Regions from separate parts of the Anas platyrhynchos genome. Here region 1 is linked to region 2. A link is a contact called in public Hi-C data. All regions are on one chromosome and are shown on one strand. Each heading gives the region's core, a stretch centred on a gene start, on an enhancer-like site or on the middle of the called end of the contact. The rest is flanking DNA. Distances are from core to core; before and after follow the strand shown.

Region 1 (3,362 bases), core at 412-2,911, 160 kb before region 2:
CCCACCCCCAGCCTCTGAGCCAGAGGGGGGCCTATGAGGAAGCCGCGGGAGTCCAGACCTGGGGGGCAGAGCAGGAAGAATTCAGCAGAGCCAACACCTGAAAGCCACCGTGCGACACCGGGAGCACTTTGTCCCCATGGGGTTTGAGACGTGCACCATGGCACCGTGCTCACCCAGACGGGCTGCTGGGGAGCTGTGGGGCACGGCAGTGACACCCCCAGCAGCTCAGCAGCCCTTTTTGCCTCCCTCCCAGCTCTTTAGAGCAGCAAAGCTCAGCTCAGCCCCGCTATCAGTCCGGCCACGCACCCAGGGACTTTGCACCTCCAGGGGCAGAGCCTGGTTATCAGGAGCCACTTGGCCAGGTTTGGTTGAGGCTCCCCGAGCCCTGGGCTATCGCCCAGCCCAAGCAGCACCTTCCGGAGCACTTTTCATTCTCAGTCTCCTTAAAACGCGTGCTGCAGCGGGTTATCGCCACAAAGCCTGTTTCAGTTGGCTCGATAAAACCCTCCGAGAAGGAAAACATGATGGAAACAGGGGCCCCGTGCCCTGGGGACTGTGTGAGACCTTCCAGGCATGGCACACCGGGTTTCGGCGCTCAGTGAATGCCTCTTTGCTTATTGAGGGAAGAAATGAATTACAAAACTGGCACTGAAGCACCATCAGATGACGTCTGCCACATCCCAAACCAGTATTTCAGGAAACCACGGTACTGGGGCAAGGGTAGAGCCCCTGCTGGTGTTACCTACGCTACAGGCTGTAATTCGGATGACACCCAAGGGCTCCGATATCTCCTGGCCCCTCGGGGAGGTGTCTCCCCACACCCACCACCCGGGCAGCACCGTGCTCTGCCCCGGGGAACACCCACCTGCAATAAAGTCGATGGGGGGCAAAGACGTCCTCAGGTGATCTTCCAGCAGATCAATCAGAGCCCTGAAGGCCACGGGATCCTTCAGCAAGGGGCTGATGTCTCTGCAAAGACAGGAAGGGCGCTTAGCCAGCACCCAGAGGTGCACGTGGCGGAGCTGCTGCACCCAGGGGAAGCGTGCCCAGCAGACACGGGGGAAGAGACAGGTAGCGGGGCTGCTGCAGAGGCATCTGTGGTTTCCTGGGGAGGGACCAAAACCCCAGCCACGAAGCAAGCCCAGACCTGCCATGCTGCTGAATCACCCCTTAAGCAGCTCCTTGCTCCATCCCCAGCCCCCTTCCTCCCTCCCCAGCCCCTTATTCTCCATCCCCAGCCCCTTATTCTCCATCCCCAGCCCCTTTCCTCCATCCCCAGCCCCTTATTCTCCCTCCCCAGCTCTATTACTCCATCCCCAGGCCCTTTCCTCCATCCCCTTTTCTCCACCCCCTAGCTCTCCTGCTCCATCCCCAACCCTACTCTTCCATTCCCAGGCCCCCTGTTCCATCTCCAGCCCCTCTCCTCCAACCCCTGCCCCATCCCCAGCCCTTTATCCTCCCCCCCAACCCCTTTATCCTCCCCCCCAGCCCAGCCACGCACCGGAACAGCACTCCGGGCACGGGGAAATCGGGGAAGCAGCGCACCCCTGCGCGCACAGCCCTCAGCCTCTCCTCCATTGCCTCCCCAGCACTGCGCAGCCGCCGCCGATTGCAGGCGGTGCCCCCTCCCGGAGCCTTCCCCGGTGCGGCTGCGCCGCGATCGGGCCGGATTTCCCCGGAATCGGGCCGGGTTTTCCCCGGGGTCCCGGCCCCAGCGCCCCGCGGTGCGCCCCGGTGCGCCCCAGGGCGCGCAGCCCCTGCCCGCCGTGCCCAGGAGCCGGCGCGCAGAGACCCTCCCGAGGGGGTCCCGTGCCCAAAAGAGCCCCTGCAGCCCCTTCCCCCTGCCCGATTAGCACCTTTTTTTTGGGGGGGGGCTGGATTATTTTGCTTTTTCTGTCTCCCATGTTTTTTTAAAGCCTGTGGTTTGGGTTGGCAGTGGGGGAGATAAGCTTTGGTGGGGCAGGTCAGGGTGCTCCCCGCTCTCCGTGTTCCCCTGCACCCTGCGCTGCGGTTGGGAGCCCTAAAGGACGGTTCCACATCTCCTGGGGCAGCAGCTGGGGCTTGGATCTGCTCCAGACTCAGCTGGGCACAGCCCCTGCTGCAGCAAAGGTCCCGCAAAGGCCGAGCTGGGTGCCCGCTGCTGGGAGCTGCGTGGGGACAACTGGGCTCCACGTCCCTGGGACAGCCGTTAGGGCCCATCTGTGGTGTGTTTCCCATGGGGTGATGAGCCAGCAGCTGCCGTTTTGGAGTGATTTGGTGCAGACCCCACAGGTTGGGTGCTGAGGGCTGTGAGCGGGATAAGGGACACAACATCCTTCCCCTGCTCCATCTGGATCAGTGCCCCCAACACCCTGTGGGTCCCCCCAACACCCTGCGGGTCCCCCCAGCTCCCAGACAAGGTCTGGCACAGCAGGAGCACCCAACAGGAGGGGAAGGTGACCTGCTCCACACCTCATCTGCCACGGGCTCGGGCACATCTCACCATTTGTGGGGCACCCAATCCTGCCTGCCCCCCCTACACACCCCATCCCGTGCCAGCCTCCGGTTCTTTGCTCGCTGCAGCTGAATCCTCCGCTGCTCTTTTTCCTTCCCACTCCATCTGTAGGTGGCTGTGGGTCTCTTTGTCCTGCTGGCACGGGACACCTGCGTAAGGGATGGCTGCTGAGGAGCCCTCTGAAGGTCGGAGCAGTTCCCTCTCGCCAGGCTCTCTTGCCAGAGCCAGCCCACACAGGTCAGCGTGCCTCCTTTCCCAACCATTCCCTCCCGAAGTAAGATTTTCCCTGAAGTCAGATTATCTCTTTGGCACCAGAAGAATCCCGACAGCTGTTCCAGAGAAGCAGCCACAGATGAGGCACGCGGCCGTCCACTGGAACGGGGGCTTCGCCGCGGCCGTGCTCCCACGGACCTGGACGGGATTTTCTTGTGAGCTTCCCAAACACAACACCGGACAGCGAGCTAGGCCAGCAGCTCCTCGTCTTCCTGGCGGCTGGAAGCGATGGAATTACTCTGCCTACCCATGGAAACGAGCAAGGAGATGGGACAGGGCCCTTCTGCAGCCTCCCGGAGCACCAAGCCAGGCAGCCCTGCCTTCTGCTCGCACCCCTGGAGGAGCTGGGGGCTTCATCACGTGTTTGTTTTTTTTTCTGAGATGCAACTGAATTCATTTTTGTCACCCTCCTAGGCAGCCACCACCGTTATTAGCAGCCACCACCAGGTTTTCTAAGCGAGGTTCCCGGGCTCTGTGCTTCCTGACCCCACCAAACCAGCAGCTCTCACCAGCACGGGCTGCCGAGGGCTCCCACCGCTACCTTGGCATCCCAAAGCTGGGCGAAGGAGGAGCTGGGGGGAATCTCCAACACCTC
Region 2 (3,692 bases), core at 648-3,147:
CCGGGGCTGCTCCCCGCTGTGACACTGATGTGGGGTGGCAGGGCAGGAGGGTGGGCGGATAAATGGGGTCGGGCAGATGGACGGGGAGGGGGCTGAGCCGTGCCATGGGGTCACCGGTGCCCGACGCTCACCCATTCGTGGCACGGCTCCATGTCCCCTCTGCTGTCCCCTGGCCACCTGAAGCCCTGCCACCGCTTGGCTTCGGTGAGGAGCTGGGGGGGGGGCAGAAGACCCCCCTGTGTCCCCCAGCTTTTTTTCCTTTGGGCTGCCCCCCCTGCAGCAGCCCCGCAGCGCTCTCCAGATGCTCTGCGCAGGAGGGAACCGGGGGGTCCCCAGGGAGGGGAACGGGGCTGGATGGGGTGGGGGGAGGCACTCGCTGCAGCCCGGCCCCCCCCACCCGGCCGCTCCCCGGTGCGGCCCCCGGGGTGCGGGGACACGGAGCTGGTGGCCGGGGCGATGCTGCCCTCTGGTGCTGCGGGATGGGATGGGATGGGAATATGGGATGGGATGGGATGGGATGGGGATGGGGATGGGGATGGGGATGGGATGGGATGGGATGGGATGGGGGTGGGGATATGGGATGGGATGGGATGGGATGGGATGGGATGGGATGGGATGGGATTGGGATGGGGATATGGGATGGGATGGGGATGGGATGGGGATGGGGATGGGATGGGATGGGATGGGATGGGGATGGGGATGGGATGGGGATGGGGATGGGGATGGGATGGGATGGGAATATGGGATGGGATGGGATGGGATGGGATGGGATGGGATGGGGGTGGGGATATGGGATGGGATGGGATGGGATGGGATGGGATGGGATGGGATTGGGATGGGGATATGGGATGGGATGGGGATGGGATGGGGATGGGGATGGGATGGGATGGGATGGGATGGGGATGGGGATGGGATGGGGATGGGGATGGGGATGGGATGGGATGGGAATATGGGATGGGATGGGATGGGATGGGATGGGATGGGATGGGATGGGGATATGGGATGGGATGGGATGGGATGGGATGGGATGGGATGGGATGGGATGGGATGGGATGGGGATGGGGATATGGGGTGGGATGGGATGGGATGGGATGGGATGGGATGGGATGGGATGGGATGGGGATGGGGATGGGGATGGGGATGGGATGGGTATGGGGATGGGGATATGGGATGGGATGGGATGGGATGGGGGTGGGGATATGGGATGGGATGGGATGGGGATGGGATGGGATGGGATGGGGATGGGGATGGGATGGGATGGGATGGGATGGGGGTGGGGATATGGGATGGGATGGGGTTGGAGCTGTATGGGGTGAGGTGGGAATGGGGCTGGGACTGTGCTGGGCTGGTGCTGGCCCCAGCCTTGCCGCTGCCCCCCCCCCCTCGCAGCCCGCCCTGGCCCCCGCCCAGCGCCCGCCGCCAGCCCAGATGGCCCCGCACCTGCCCCGGAACGCGGCCGCGGGGGCCCGGCGGGGCTGGGGGCGAGCAGAGCCCCCCCGGGAGGGGGGAGATTGAGAGCAGGAGGGGGGCGACGATGCCGGGCGGGGGCCGGGGCCGTGCTGCCGGGGGGGGGGGAGCAGCGGGCCCGGGGCTCTCCGCCCGCCCCGTCGCGGCATCCCCGGGGCGCACCCGGCGGCAGCTGCCGCATTCCCAGCGCCCTGCCCGGGGCGAGGGGGGGCGCAGCCCCCATCCACAAAGTGCCGTGCAAAGGAGGAGGGGGGGGGACACGCAGCACCCCCGGGGACCCCTTCGTGGACCCCCCCCAGCCTTTCGGACCCCCTTCTCCCCGGTCTCCCCGTGCGCACCGCCAGCCCCGTCGGGCCCCCTGCGCGCAGCCGGGCGGCATCGGGCCGGGCCGGGGGGCGGCGGGGGGGGGCTGTGGGGCCAGCTGCCCTGCCGGGGGGGGCCCGGGCCGCTCGGCAGCACATGTGCTGTCACTCAGCCAGCCCCGCGGTTATTTTAGCTCGGGGCCGGCGAGCGGCTCGGACTGCGCCCGCTCGGCCATGGGGCCCCCGCTCCTGCTCGCCTGCCTGCTCGCCCCCCTCTGCGCCAGGGTAAGGGATGGGGGGGGGCTGAAACTTACCCCCACCCCCCTAAAAAATGGGTTGGTGGGGGTGGGGGGTGGCTGGGATGGGGCCCAGGCCCTGCGGACGCACGTCTCCGGGGGTGTCGGGGATGGAGAGGGGGGATTTGGGGATGGAGAGGGGGGATTTGGGGATGGGGAGGGGGGTGTCGGGGATGGGGACGGGGGTGTCGCAGGCTCTGCGCCCCTCCTGGGCCATTTCCCACCCCACAGATGGTGGCGGTGGCCGGGGCAGGGGGGGGGGCCTCCGGCACATTGCCTGGGCTGGAAAGCGGCGAGAGGGGTATGGGGGGGGCTGGTGCTCAGAAACACGCTGCTCCCCTCACCACCCCTAGCAGCACTGCCGGATTTCCCCCCCCCCAGCCCCCTCCCACCCCACTGTTCGCACACAGCCCCCCCCGTGCCCCTCACCGCGGCCTCAGGCCTGAGCCATGTGGGGCTGTCGGGGTCTGGCCTGGGCCCCATAGCTCTGGGGGGGGGGGAAGGAAGGCAAGCGGACCCACAGGGACCCCCCTCACCCCCCCCCCATTATCCAACCACCCCCTCCCTGCCCTCCCCGAGCTCCAGCAGCCTCCCAGATAAACGGGAAGGGGGGGGGGGGTCTCCCCACATGCCCCCAGCCCAGCCCTGGCTGCAGCCCCCCAGCTCCGTGCCCCCCACCCCAGCCCGGACCCCCCCATGCGGTGACGGTGATATGGGTTGGGGCCGTGCCAGGCATTTCTGCCCCCTTCTTGGGGTGCCCATCACCACGATGGGGGGGGGGCCACCACGAAGCCCCCGTGTCCCACTCGGCAGCACGGTGTCCCCTCCCCCCTCAGGGTGCCAGCACGGCCCCAGGCAGCCCCCCCGGCTGGCGGCAGCACGAGGGCCCCCGGCGGGTGAAGAGGGCCTGGGTGATCCCCCCCATCAGCGTCTCGGAGAACCACAAGCGCATCCCACACCTCCTGGTGCAGGTAGGCGGGGAAAAAAATGGGGGGGGGACACTATGGGGGGCAGCACAGGGCCCCCCCAGTGAGGAGATCCCCATGTAGCACGGAGGGGATGGAGCCCCAATTCCCCTGGGTGCAGGGACCCCCCCACCCCAAGCACCCTGCCCTGGGGGTGAGGCACCCCCCCCACCACGACCCCAGGGGTCCGGGGGGCAGCCCCCAGCCCCCCAGCCCCAGCCCTGCTTTCCTCTGGGCAGATCAAGTCGGACAAGCAGCAGCCGGGGGGGGTGATCTACAGCATCAAGGGGCCGGGGGTGGACGAGGAGCCCTTGGGCATCTTCTCCATCGACAAGTTCAGCGGCAAGGTCTTCCTCAACGCCATGCTGGACCGGGAGGAGAACGACCGATTTCGGGTAAGGATATGACCCGGCTGTGCGTACCCGTGGCCCCCAGCCCCCCCCCTTCACCCTCACCCACCTGCTTCGTGCCCCCAGCTGAAGGCTTTTGCCCTGGACCTGGGCGGCGTGACACTGGAGGACCCCACGGACCTGGAGATCATCGTGGTGGACCAGAACGACAACCGGCCGCTCTTCCGCCAGGACGTCTTCACGGGGCGCGTGGTGGAGGGCGCCGAGCCAGGTGGGACCCCGCGGCCACCCGGGGTGGGGGGGGGACACGAG

The links. A called contact is a pair of places that touch in the nucleus more often than the background predicts.
Region 1: a contact with region 2 is called in a Hi-C map of skeletal muscle, with 3 times the contacts expected there. The contact joins the promoter of APRT here to the promoter of CDH15 in region 2. A contact is called at or near these places in 4 of 8 Hi-C or Micro-C datasets (liver, skeletal muscle and subcutaneous adipose tissue).

Annotation. Positions count from the first base shown.
Region 1 is chr12:1,774,615-1,777,976 of IASCAAS_PekinDuck_T2T, reverse strand. APRT (adenine phosphoribosyltransferase) reads right to left here and starts at 1,661. Exons shown (of 5, transcript XM_027465727.3): 1 at 1,502-1,661; 2 at 866-969; 3 at 1-58. The coding sequence starts at 1,578.
Region 2 is chr12:1,610,235-1,613,926 of IASCAAS_PekinDuck_T2T, reverse strand. CDH15 (cadherin 15) reads left to right here and starts at 1,897. Exons shown (of 14, transcript XM_072043801.1): 1 at 1,897-2,054; 2 at 2,902-3,036; 3 at 3,270-3,425; 4 at 3,507-3,651. The coding sequence starts at 2,004.